3 separate regions of the Mus musculus genome follow, and regions 2 and 3 are each linked to region 1. A link is a contact called in public HiChIP or PLAC-seq data. All regions are on one chromosome and are shown on one strand. Each heading gives the region's core, a stretch centred on a gene start, on an enhancer-like site or on the middle of the called end of the contact. The rest is flanking DNA. Distances are from core to core; before and after follow the strand shown. Region 1 holds the start of Alpl (alkaline phosphatase, liver/bone/kidney). Region 2 overlaps Usp48 (ubiquitin specific peptidase 48). Region 3 holds the start of Usp48 (ubiquitin specific peptidase 48).

Region 1 (4,118 bases), core at 672-3,171:
AAGTGGTACCCAGAGATCAGGGAAGCAAGGGATGCTGGGAGACACCATCTCAGGTGATTGCTTCCTTCTGTGCTGAATCTGGGACCCAGGGTCTCCTGCACATAGGCAAATGCTGTACCACTGAGCTGAATTCTTCAACTGAATTCTAGAGGGTCAGAGACCAACAACAGGGAAAGTGTAGCGAAGAAGGTGGCAGAAGGAGATCAGCAGCCACTCCGATCCCTTGGAGAGTGCTTTCGATTCTCCATGAAGACACAATGGACTCAGGCTAGCCATAAGTCAAGCCAGAATTGCTCATTCTCCATGTGTGGTGTTGGGGGCAGAGGAGAGGGGCTCCGTGGTAAGAGACAGGACCCTTCAGCCTTCAGCGCCTGCTGCTTCAGCTTCTCAGCTCTGCCAATGTTGGGAAGGGGGATCATTTATGATGCGGATGTCCCTCGGCACACAGATACAATCTCCAGCCTTTTGTCATCTTGAGCCCTTTGGCGCTAGCTAGCAAGTAATTGCCAAGTGCTGTGTTCTGAGCTCACTGCTGTCTTAACTCTCAGCTCCTTACAGACGAGGACTGCCGGGAAATGACCAAAGTTTCATTTATTCACCGCCCCAATGGCTTTTGCCATTATGACCTTGCTATGAAATACATAAATAAGGAGTAATTTACCCAATACTTGGTCTCACTTTGTAAAAACATAAACTTATTTCTCAAGGGAAATTTCCTAGCACCGCTGTAAATAAACAGCATTAATTATTAAAATACAAGAACAAATGAAAACAAACCCAGGCATTCCTGGGTTTTGGCATCAGGCTCCAGTTCCGGCCCTGAACTTACCGATGAGGTCACATGTTGTCTCTGGGCCTTGCTTTTCCTCCTGTAAAATGGGCTCAATAGTAGAGCTCATATAGAAGATGCCTGGACCTAAGACGGAACTTCAGGGTAGAAGTGATCAATCCTAGGTGCCCAGGAAGATGGAGTTCAGGGAAACCTGATCTTTGCTTTCAAATCTCTGGCTGTTGGGGATTAGAGGTACAGATGGGTTTTGTCAGCTTCAGTAGCGATGATAAGACCCTCCTCTTAGGAGGAAATGAGGAAGTATTCAAATGGTGGTGGCATTCAAACCTACCTCCAGGAGTTCACAGTAGGAAACGAATCAGAGACTTCAAAACCAGACTGGCTTTCAGGGGAAGGGAGGTGGTGGCCCTTGGGGAACTGGATAAGGCCCACTGGCACCCAGCGGTTGCCTTTCCTTGTTTCCTGTGCATGTTCCAAACTCGGTCTCTTATAACTCTCCCAATAACGTGAAGGAAGAAAAACCAGGGGATAGTGTCTGCGGGTTATAGAGCCTTGGCCAGTCCCCCGAAGTCACCAGAGCAGGCCTGTGGGCCTAGACAGTCTGGCTCCACTGCCTGGGAAGTGGTCTGCCCCGGGCAGGTCCTGGGGCTTCTGGCTGGGACAGACAGAATGTCCTGAGTCCCTGTTTCTTCAGATATTAGGGAGGGAGGGCCCTGTCCAAGGGGTCTCCTTCTGCTTCCTACTGACTTAGTTAAGGGCAAAAGAGAAAGTGGATAGGAAAGGGGTAAGGGTGTGAGGCTCAGAGGTGCACATGGTGACGGACAAGGATGTGTAGGCAGAAAGACGCACAGAAAAAAGGAGCCAGGTGGGTTCACAGACGCGCAGGGTCAGGCACAGGAAGACAACCATCGAGGGACAAAGTCTCCTACAGAGAAATCAAACCTAAAGACAAGCCAGCTGCACCCTGAAGCCAGGATGAGCCGCAGGGAAAGAGAGAGGCAAGGCGGGTTACCCTGCCTGTTGCAGCCCTACGGGCCGGGTCGAGCGCCGCGCTCCCGGCAGGGGGCGCCCTGGCAACGCAGAGGCACCCGCCTGGGGCTCGGGGTGCGGGCCGGGGGCGGGGCGGCCGGGGGCGGGGAGGCCGGCGGGTGCTCGGCCAGGCCGCCTTCATAAGCAGGCGGGGGAGGTGGCCGCCAGAGTACGCTCCCGCCACTGCGCTCCTTAGGGCTGCCGCTCGCGAGCCGGAACAGACCCTCCCCACGAGTGCCTGCAGGTAAGGAAAGCATGCTGCGCCCGTGGCTTGCGCGACTCCCACGCGCGCGCTCCGCCGGTCCCGCAGTGACTGTCCCAGCCACGGTGGGGACACGTGGAAGGTCAGGCTCCCTGGGGACCCACGACCTCCCGCTCCGGACTCCGCGCGCATCTCTTGTGGCCTGGCAGGATGATGGACGTGGCGCCCGCTGAGCCGCTACCCAGGACCTCACCCTCGTGCTAAGCACCTGCTCCCGGTGCCCACGCGCCTCCGTAGTCCACAGCTGCGCCCTTCGTGGTCCCTTGGCACTCTGTCCCGTTGGTGTCTAAAGTAGTTGGGGAGCAGCAGGAAGAAGGCACGTGCTGCGATCTTTGGCGGGAGAGATCGGAGACCGCGTGCTAGTGTCTGTCTGAGAGTGGGGGAGCCCAGGAAACGGAAGGAGCCTGTGAACGGTTCCAGGCTGTGTGCAGGTGAGAGTGGGGCTGCTGCCTTGCCCAGCGCGGGTAAGAAAGGGTTAAAGGCACAGTCACAGCGGCAGGACCCAAGACGGAGGAAAAAAACCTCATTCTTACTCCCACATTGTCCATGGTAATCCTTTTCAACGCGTAATGGGCCTGAGGAAGGAAGACTTGCAAAGGACTCTGGGGTATGCCTGTGAATCCTGATTAAAAAGGAAAGCTGGCGCGGCAACTCTGGAGAGATGCTGGCAGTCTGGAGGCTGAGGATCTCTGTGAGTTCGAGGCCACTCTAACACTCTAGGAAGATTAGGTCTCAAAATCATACACACACACACACACACACACACACACACACACACACACACACACACACACACACATACATATAACAGAGGGATTATTCTCAGGCCTGAAAGAACGTTTGGCTCCAAGAAGAATTCAAAGACCCCCCCTCAGGCAGCCTCAGATTCTCAGTCTGGTTGAGAATTAGGGCAACTGTTTATTAAATGCTGGATAAGGACTGCTCTGACACCTGACAGACTACAAATAGGGACAGAGAGTTTTAGACAATGTAGGCAATGACATTAGGCATTGAACCCTGTTGCCCATTCTCCACAGCCCAGGAGATTAAGGAGAGCCCCCCCCCAGTATGCCCTTCACCCTCCAAGCCTCTCTGGTCTCCCCAGTCAGCTCTTTCCTCTCCCACTCCCTGGCCGTCTCCTGTCTCTGCCTCCTTTTCCAATTCCTGAACCGTCTCTGGTTCCCTTAGGGGAGAACACAGCTTCTCAGAAGCCTACTGGTGGAGTGAGACAGGTCTGGGCTGGTTCGCAGCCATGTCAGTGATGGTCCCATCTATATGTTAAGACTACAGTGAATCAAAAGACCCGATAGGCCAGACAGTGAGTGTCTTCGATCCACACATACTTACCAGGCATCAGTTGTGCGCTAAACTCTGATCGAGGTGCTGAGAAGGGAACAGTAAATAACGACCCCTTCCCCCCACCCAACTCATTGAGGCGAACATTGGCATAATAAATTCTTTTCAGGCTTTGAAAATTTGAGTGTCACATGGTAGAATGAAGATGACGTAGTTCCCCCAAAAAAGGGATCAAGATGTCACACTGTTGTCACAGTGAGCAGCCAGTACATAGTACTAACAAGATGGGGTGAAACTGTGTGATCTGGCCACAGCTCTGCTCTCACGGTGGCTCGGGATTCTCCTTGAGGGCGTACAGGAGCTGGAAGTCTTTGGTCTGTAGACCCTATTGGTGGGGAGCATGCTGTACAGCCTGCAACATGTTTAGCGGGTTCACATACTTTAGAAAGCAGTGGCTGTCCCTAGCTCCAGTCTCAGCAGAGATTGCATCAGTGTGTACAGGGTTATGTCACTGCCTCTGAACCCTGCGATCCTGTCAACCACCTTTGCCCAGGCTCTGCCCATTCCTTGATGGGCTGGACAGGGAGGAAGCACTCAGCCTTCCTTACTGTCACTTGGGTGTCCTCCTCCCTCCCGGACACAGCCTGGGAGGGGAGCCTGGAGCTCCCGGCTGGGAATAGCCCAGGAATCTCCTGCCACCCACCTCTACCTCATTGCCCACAAAGCCCAGCACCAGGTCCT
Region 2 (4,109 bases), core at 600-3,099, 140 kb after region 1:
TTTCCTTAATATGCGCCAACCAAGCCACCACCTTATTCTCTCTCTCTCTCTCTCTCTCTCTCTCTCTCTCTCTCTCTCTCTCTCTCTCTCTCTCTCAGACACACACACACACACACACACACACACACACACACACACACACACACACACACACACACACCACAGAGCTGGCCTCAAACATTTTACCATCTAAGGCTGGAGAACAGAAACATATATAAGTATAGCCTCTGAGTGGCTCTTGTGGCTGTGTATCCTAAAACAGAAATGGCCCTTGGGAAAGACACGTCCTTCCCACCAGCTCTGACAAAGGGAAGAAAAGCTAGCTAGGCAGGGGCTCTGCAGAGGGCCTGCATCTAGGAAACAAGCATGCTGGGCTAGGGGTAGATAGCAAGTCTTCAGGAAGGAGAGATGTTGGCCCAACCCCAAGAGCTCTCTCTTCTCAGATGTCCTCACTGGAGAACCTCTGGTGGACCCTGAGGGAATGTCATGGCCAGGGCTGGCAAGTAAGGTGACCAGACACTGGTGGCAGGGGCCTAAGCCGGCCCAGAATGAACCAAGGTGCTTTCCCTGAGATAGTATTAGGGGTAGCCATTCCAGCCCTGACCTCTGGCTTACTCTAGTTCCAGAATCACACAAACCTGCACAACTCGGCACCCCTTTTATCTGGAGGACCAGCGACAGGGTCTGGAGGGATGAAATGCTGCTGCCAAACCTTCAGACACAAACCACCCAGAAGCAATGAGGGTTGCATGACAAGCCCTCGGGAGCAGCCATACGGCAACTTTCCAGACACACACCTGGAGCATCCTCCAGGGAGCCTGTGAGTGTGGGAACAGTGCTGGAGTTGCGAGAAGGCCCCACTTCCTCCTGCCACTCAGCGGAGAGAGCATGTTTGACAATGTCTACACAACAAACTTCTGAGTATTCAACCAGGAACACACTTGACCATAAGAGGAGCTGGTTGCCCTTGGTTACAAAGCAGGAATGGCAATGGCAGGAACACCCAGATGTAAGTGTGCAGAGGCCAGTGTGCCAGCCGGCCATGGTCCAGCACAGGCAGTGGCTTCCCTGGAGTATGTGCCCACTTCCTGTGGCCCAGGGCCTGGCTGGCCTGGCAGCACTAGCCTAGATCTGGAACCCAGCGGCCACAATAGTTGCTGCTACAGGCAGAGCTGGTTTCTCAATGACAGGCGCTGGCTGCCCGAGGGGCTGGCCAAGCCAGGACAGGAAGTGTCTTTCATTGTGTATGTTGGAAGGGAGGGAAGCAGATGAGGTGCTCTAATAGAGGCAGCTCATTTGTTCTGAGTGCTGGCCTGGTGCATACCTGGTCTCCTACAGGCAGGAAGATCAGAAGTTCAGGATTATTACTGGCTACAAAGACAGTTTTAGGTCAGCCTGGGTTACATTAAAACCAATCCCCAAAAGGGAAAAAACAAAAAAATAAAACAAAACAAAACAAAAAAACCCAAACAACTGAGCTGGGCGGTGGTGGCGCTCGCCTTTAATACCAGCACTTGGAAAGCAGAGGCAGGCGGATTTCTGAGTTCGAGGCCAGCCTGGTCTACAAAGTGAGTTCCAGGACAGCCAGGGCTACACAGAGAAACCCTGTCTCAAAAAAACAAAACAAAACACCCAAACAGTATAGGCAGGAAATGGTAGGTAGGCTGGGAATTTGGTTACAGGTTCAAGGCTAGGCTTTGCTACCTAATGATGCTGTATTAAAAAACAAAATAGAAACAAAGGCAGGGAGTGGCGCCTCAGGACTTTAATCCCATTACTCAGGAGGCAGAGACAGAGGATCTCTGAGTTGGAGGATAGCTTAGCCCCGCAGAGACAGTTCCAGAACAGGCAGGGCCACATAGAACCAGTCTCAAAACAAAACAAAAGCAACAGTTCCGCTCAATCAGCCCTCCTGCAGAGGTACCTACTGGAGGATTGATTGACCTTGACCCTGCCTCTCTTGAACAAGACACAGCCAAGGCCCAGCCAGTGACAAGCTTGGCAGGCCTCAGTTCAGATGGCAGGCCATCACCATCCTGAAAAGGACTTCGAGCTCCCACCCCTCTCCTTCCTACAACCTGGTGAGTCTCAAGACATAACTGGCTTACCACAACTGGATCTGAAGTGTGTCAAAGAACACACCGGAAAACCCGTCCCCTGCCTCCAATTCTTGAATTACTGCTTGCTTCAATACTCCACAAAGAAAACCTCTTCAGGCCAGGAAGTACCTAGGAGGAATCTACAGGCAGCCAGGAGCCTGTACACCCTCGCCCCTGCTGTTGCAAGCATGTACTCTGGATGCTCTTGGCAACCCCCATCGAAACAATTGAAGCTACACTTCTGGGGCAGGAACCAACCATCAGAAAGAAGGAAATCAAAGTCAAACCGTGTTCTGAAAACCTTTCAGCAAGATCCTGGAGATGAATCGTGTGCTGCCTAGCCACTGGCTCTGGCGATACTTGTGGGCTAAAGGGGAAGATCTATGAAAAAGGCTAACTGAACATCTGTCCAGCCATCGCTGCAGCCTGCAGGGCTCCTAGCAAAAGGTGTATTTAAGTTCTCGGTGAAGGCTAAGCAGGAAGCTTGGTGGGGTGGTTTCTCGATGTCTCTGGACTTTATAAGAATTTTCCCACCAGTACGTATGGACACCCAAACCTCTGGATGCTGGGGTGAATATCGCAGCAGGTATACAGCGGCGAGGAAAGCCAGGCTATAAACTGCAACTTTCCATGCTAGCAAAGGCAAGGATTACCAGGAAACCCACAGGGACCCTTCCTACGCACCAGCCACAGCCATGTCGGGGCTAGGCATTACCTCCAGGAAGAACTGCCCCCAGAGAAATACCTGTTCATTTAGGGGTCTGGACTTAAGGTCAACACCCTTCACACAGTGGCACTCGGGCCCACTGCCCTGTACCCTCCCTGTCTGCACCTGCACACTTGGTGCTCTGCCTGGCCAGTCTGGAACAGGAAAGACAGGATTCTCTGCTCTGGTTCCTGAGGCCAAGCATCAGTGAGTGATGGTGACCAGGATCTGGTCCGGCCTGGGACCAAAGACCAACAACTAATAGGTGAAAGGACAAAGAACTCACTCCGGATAAAGGTCCGTGGAAACAGAGACACAAGTGTCTTTAATTTGGCAGAAAGGTTAACAGTGATTCTCAATAATAAAGTTCATAAATACAGAAAAGAAGTTTTCTCTCAGGGAATAAAGACGTCAAATGATAGCCTACATGTCTGGTAGTGGCAAAAAACATCTCAGCATAGGAGACTCTACACATTTGCTTGGGTTTAAAGAATGACTAGAAATATACACGGGTAGAGCTGGGGATGTGGGTCAGTATGCAGAATTTTCTCTAGTGTGCACGAGGCGCTGGGCCCGGGCCTCGGCACAGCACAGGAAACCTGTCACAGTGGCCACATGCCTGCAATCCCAGCACCTGGGAGGAGGAAGTAGGAAGATCAGAAGTTAAGGTTATCCTGGTTACATAGTGAGTCCAAGGCCAGCCTGGGTTACAGGAAACCCTGCCTGGGAAAGAAAAAGGAAACATAAAGAAGCCTGGAGATTCATAATCTGGTTTAATGTGGTTCCTGAATGTAGCTTTAGAACCCAGCAGAATAGCTAGCCTGTGCTGTATACAGCCACCCCAGCTCAGAGGACAACCAAACAGCATGGATTAGTGAGCAGGAACATGGCAGCTGGTAAGTCCAAATGCAGACTCTTTGAAATATGTCTGCTTCAAGCTGTGAGGAAGCCGCAGCCCAGGGATCCCAAGCTTTTCGGGAGTGGCCTTGTTCAGTGGGTGCGGGGGTCTGAGCTGAAGCTCCAGTAAGGCTCTGCAGTGGCGGGCACCGGCTGTGAGGCGGAAGCAGCACACTTCAGCTCGCTGGAACTGGGTCTGCCCCACTGTATTTGCCTGACAGGAGTTAATGGCTATTACCTTGCTAACATTTCGTAAAGGAAACAAAGGATGCCTATGCAACCAACCTCACAGTGCTAACTTCTGGCTTGTGCACAGCCAATGCCAAGAGAAAGGGGGAGGAACAGCTGCTTCTTGCCACCTAGCCCCACCACCTTTCAGGGGTGCTGAGGCCCTGCCAATGCTTTGT
Region 3 (4,411 bases), core at 1,113-3,612, 200 kb after region 1:
GGCGGCGGCAACTGCCTTTAATCCAAGCATTCAAAAGACAGAGAGACTACAGTGGGGGGGGGGGGGGCTGAAGTTTTTAATCACAGCACTTGGGAGCCAAAGGCAGGTGAGTTAAAGCTAGCCTGGTCTACAGAGTCAGCCAGGGCTACAGAGAGAAACCCTGTCTCAAAAAACAAAATGGATGGGTGGATAGATGGATAAAGTTACATGAACTATGACAGATATATGCATGCAATTCATCCCACAGCTTAAGAGACAGAGGCAGGCATTTCTCTATGAGTTTGAGGTCAACCTAGTCTACAGAGTAGGTTCCAGAACTGTTATACAGAGAAACCCTGTCTCCAACAAAGAAAATAGAAAGAGAGAAAAGAAAAAACAATGGCTAATGTGAACCCGAAAAGATTCTCAACTCAGTTACTAGATAAATGCAAACCAACAAGAAAAGGGGACTGAGAGGGTATCTGTGTACTAGAATACTGGCCTCTATCATCTACAGGATTCTGGATCTATTCAGAGTAGGAGGCAATAAACACACAGACGCCAAATACTACTTCATACCCACTAGAACAGGCTGGGAGTGTAGCTCATACAACACCCGTAGGGTTTGCACAGGGCTCTGGGTTAGAGCTGCAGCACCAACAGAACAATGAATGGCACATGTCTATGGTCCCATGACTCTCATGTTTGAGCACCTACTAGCTCGAAGGACTGTAAGTCCCAGGTAAACACGGGCTAAATCCTCAAACATACAAAACACCAGAGTCCCCAGCTCTACAAAAACAAATTGAAAAAAATTGAAAAAGAAAGAAAGAAAAAAGGATATTGGCAATTGTACAGTATCAAAACAGATCATTTGTGTGTGTGTGTGTGTGTGTGTGTGTGTGTGTGTGCACTAATGCTCAGGTGCCCACTGTGTCTGGAAGAAGGCTTTGCACATGCTCTGGAGCTGGAGTTACAGGTGGTTATCAAGCACCTGGTGTGGGTTCTCAGAACAAATGGTACTGTGATCCTTTGAAGAGAAGCCTGAGCCCTCTTTACTAATTAGCCATCTTTCCAGCCCCAGACTTAACTCTGTCTTTTATATCCCCTGTGCGGGTAATTGAACCAAGGGACTCAAGCATAAAACCACCACTCTACTCTCAAGCTAAACCACCAGCACTGTAACTATACACTTCAAATGAGTGCCTCGGTAAAGCTGTTTCAATTCCACACTATACAAATTGATGCCGTTCCAGAACTTCGAGGAGTCTTAATGTCCTTGTGAGCAGACACCTAGAGTTTAGAAAGATGCACCCGCTTTACTTTTGAAAACTTCCTAACTTACATTATATCTCAAATGAGGCACAGCTCTGAAGCCAGGAACCAAGGCTTCCACGTCTTCCACTTTTCCCTACACGCCCGATGACACGGAGCTATGGAGCATGCCTCGGTTTATCAATTCGATTGAACACAGGCCGGTGCAGGCTACGAGGTGGGGATAAGAAAACCACTCTACGCAAAAAAAGATCAGAACCAAGGGCCACGAAGGGGGAGCAGAATTTAAACAGCTAAAAACACTTTACTCTGCAAAGTGGTGTGGAGTTAGGGTGACCAAAAGAAAACACCTATAGGTCAAAGAGAGCCAGCCAATGAGAGCGGGGGACCGATGACGTAGGTTAACCAAAGGGTTTTCTAAACCTGCTCTCTGCAAGTGATACTTAGGTGATCAGGCCTTCTCAGCGTGCAATGACAGGAGATACAATGTCGACGAAGTTCGCTGTCGGCAAGTTCCCCTTTTACAAGCGAAAAGCGCACAGCTATGCCCAAGATCAAACAACACTCCAGCGTTACTTACTAAGCCCTATCTCCAACTATCTCCACCGCCATCTTCAGGATGCGAGCCCAGCAGCCGCATCACTTCGGGGGCTGCGTAGCTCCCGGGTCGTGCAAACTGAAAGGAGATGCAGTAACACCGTGCATCGCCCTGGTTCCCGGTCCCCCGTCCCCCGATCCCGCCTCGGCCACGCGAGGACCTCACCTGCACACGCCTCGGATACAAGGCTCCAGCCAGATGCGGTAGGCGGTCTCGATGTGCTCCTGCGACACCTCCTCGGGCCGCACCGTCTCCGCCCAGCGCCAGGCCGCCTTCTCCAGCTGCAGCCGCGGAGCCATAGCCTTGACCGAGGTAGCACTCGCCGAGCCCGGTGGCCTCCGGCGCCGCCTCCGTCTCCGCCCGAATGGGCACGGGCCCCTGCCAGCCGAAAGAACCCAGCGCTGCCCTCAGACAGGAGAGCAGTCAATCACCTGCGCGCGCCACGGCCGCCGCGCCCGCCCGCCCGCGCCCAGCTCGCACGACCAGCCGCAAAGCGCCGCCGCCGCCGCCGATACCCGACAGACCCCGCGCCTGCGGACGTTGGAGGCGTACGCCCTGCCGCAGTCTGCGCATGCGTGCTCCCAGGAGTCCCTGCGCCGAAAGCCCATGTAATCCGACTGGCGGAAGAAAGCCAAGCGTCTGCCCAAAGGCGACTCGCCACGTCTTTTTTCCGCCATGGTGAAGGCAGCTAGCTACGCTTCAGCCTCCGTCGTCTACTCCGACGAGCGAGAGCTTGCCCTTGCTTTCCACACTTCCCCTGTTACTGTGACAAAGTTACACCATAGAGTACTCAACGCACACCATAGGGCCACCGGGACTGTGAGTGGGACCTGATAATAGCAGAAACCGAGGCAGCCGGAACGCCACAGTCGGATCGAGGATTTCACTTGAGCCTGGGCGAGTTCCGGCTCCTTGCCCGTGCTTTCTGACGTCACGAGGCGTTATGTGGTTTGCGGATGCTACAACGGGACTACATATCCCAGCGTGCAATGCGCTCTGCCACTCGCGGAGCGCGAGGCATCCTGGGGTTTGTAGTCTTCGAAGTGATAGGCTCAGTCTTTGAGTTGCAGGTTGTTTAGAAGCATACACAGGTCTGGGACGTGTTCTTTGCTGTAGGCTGTTGACCAGAGGGTCAACACTTTGACGTCTTAATTCGTTATGGAGTGTACACCCTAGCTCCCTGCTGTGATATTATTTCCTTTTTGCAACTACTTCCCCTTAGACCTAAAAAAGGCTAAACTGAATCACAGCGTTTTGTAACAGAAAAGAGCTATTACAGCTAAAGAGAGAAAATTCCAGGACTTTAAATATGTAAAAGCCCTGTGGGAATTCAAGGACTAATTCCTCCCTTATCTACTCCTCAACCCACCCCACCAGCCCCCAAGTAACCTTGAACTGAAGTCAAGATTTACTGAAGCAAGATTTGGTCCTTTGGTTGAATTTAGGCTGAAAATAAAAAACACAAAAATCTTCTAAGTCAGGACACACACACATACACCTCCTTTCTTAAAGAATTCCTACACCAGTTGGTTGGTGGTGGCACACACTTTTAATCTCAGGAGGCAGAGACAGGTAGATCTCTGAGTTAGTGGGCCAACCTTGTCTACAGAGTGAGTTCCAGGACAGCCAGGGCCACACAGAGAAACCTCGTCTCCTGGAAGGAAAAAAAAAAAAAGTCAAACAAATAAACACTGAATTCCTATACCACTGGTTAACAGTTGAACACTGTTGTGGGGCCCACCTTTAATCCCAGTACTCTGGTGGTGAAGGGTAGAGCCTTGCAAATTTAGTGAGTTTCTTTTTTTGTTGTTTGTTTGTTTTGTGGGGCCCACCTTTAATCCCAGTACTCTGGTGGTGAAGGGTAGAGCCTTGCTAATTTAGTGAGTTTCTTTTTTTGTTGTTTGTTTGTTTGTTTGTTTGTTTGTTTTTTGGAGACAGGGTTTCTCTGTATAGCCCTAGCTGTCCTGGAACTCACTTTGTTGACCAGGCCGGCCTTGATCTCAGAAATCCACCTGCCTCTGCCTCCCCAGTGATGGGATTAAAGGCGTGCGCCACCACGCCCAGCGAGTTTAGTGAGTTTCATGACAGCCAGAGCTACATACATGGTGAGACCCTGTTGCAAAAACACACATAATAAGTTGAACTACTTTCTTTTTGTTTTTAAGATTTATTTATTCATTTTTTTATGTATGCAAGTATACTTGTAGTTGTATAGATGGTTGTGAGCCTTAATGTGGTTGTTGGGAATTGAATTTTTAGGACCTCTTCTTGTTCCAGTCAACTCCACTCGCTCAGTCCCTGGTCACTCCTGCCCAAACATTTATTTATTATTATACATAAGTACTTTGTAGCTGACTTCAGACACACCAGAAGAGGTGTCAGATCTTGTTACAGATGGTTGTGAGCCACCTTGTGGTTGCTGGGATTTGAACTCAGGACCTGTGGAAGAGCAGTCGGTGCTCTTAACCGCTGAGCCATCTCACCAGCCCCCCAAACTACTTTCTTAAGTTAGAAAAAGGCACCGTTCCAGACTAATATCACAGAGGAAAGAAAATCCTC

What was found. HiChIP or PLAC-seq counts read pairs in DNA pulled down with a chosen protein or histone mark.
Region 2: a contact with region 1 is called in an H3K27ac HiChIP or PLAC-seq map of embryonic stem cells, with 5 read pairs. The contact joins the enhancer-like site here to the promoter of Alpl in region 1. A contact is called at or near these places in 18 of 39 promoter capture datasets (the 3T3-L1 cell line, cranial neural crest, embryonic stem cells and 10 more), 39 of 484 Hi-C or Micro-C datasets (the AML12 cell line, the C2C12 cell line, CD4 T cells and 26 more), 8 of 115 datasets of contacts at active chromatin or transcription factors (bone marrow-derived macrophages, differentiating embryonic stem cells, embryonic stem cells and 1 more) and 3 of 9 other capture datasets (adipose tissue, embryonic stem cells and pancreatic islet).
Region 3: an H3K27ac HiChIP or PLAC-seq map of embryonic stem cells shows a contact between it and region 1, with 8 read pairs. The contact joins the promoter of Usp48 here to the promoter of Alpl in region 1. A contact is called at or near these places in 2 of 39 promoter capture datasets (liver and pre-B cells), 3 of 484 Hi-C or Micro-C datasets (all in embryonic stem cells), 3 of 115 datasets of contacts at active chromatin or transcription factors (all in embryonic stem cells) and 2 of 9 other capture datasets (adipose tissue and pancreatic islet).

Annotation. Positions count from the first base shown.
Region 1 is chr4:137,794,187-137,798,304 of GRCm38.p6, reverse strand. Alpl (alkaline phosphatase, liver/bone/kidney) reads left to right here and starts at 1,921. Exons shown (of 12, transcript NM_007431.3): 1 at 1,921-2,063.
Region 2 is chr4:137,657,526-137,661,634 of GRCm38.p6, reverse strand. It overlaps Usp48 (ubiquitin specific peptidase 48), which reads right to left. Exons shown (of 27, transcript NM_001355588.1): 27 at 3,098-4,109. Among named protein-coding and RNA genes, the nearest start is that of Rap1gapos, 47 kb to the left of the region's middle. Within about 2 kb of position 1,849, at least 24 of the 459 cell types and tissues checked have an H3K27ac peak or open chromatin away from gene starts, as enhancers often do. A contact at or near this core is called in astrocytes, cerebellum, embryonic stem cells and 4 more, where this site is marked.
Region 3 is chr4:137,592,123-137,596,533 of GRCm38.p6, reverse strand. Usp48 (ubiquitin specific peptidase 48) reads right to left here and starts at 2,362. Exons shown (of 27, transcript NM_001355588.1): 1 at 2,018-2,362. The coding sequence starts at 2,151.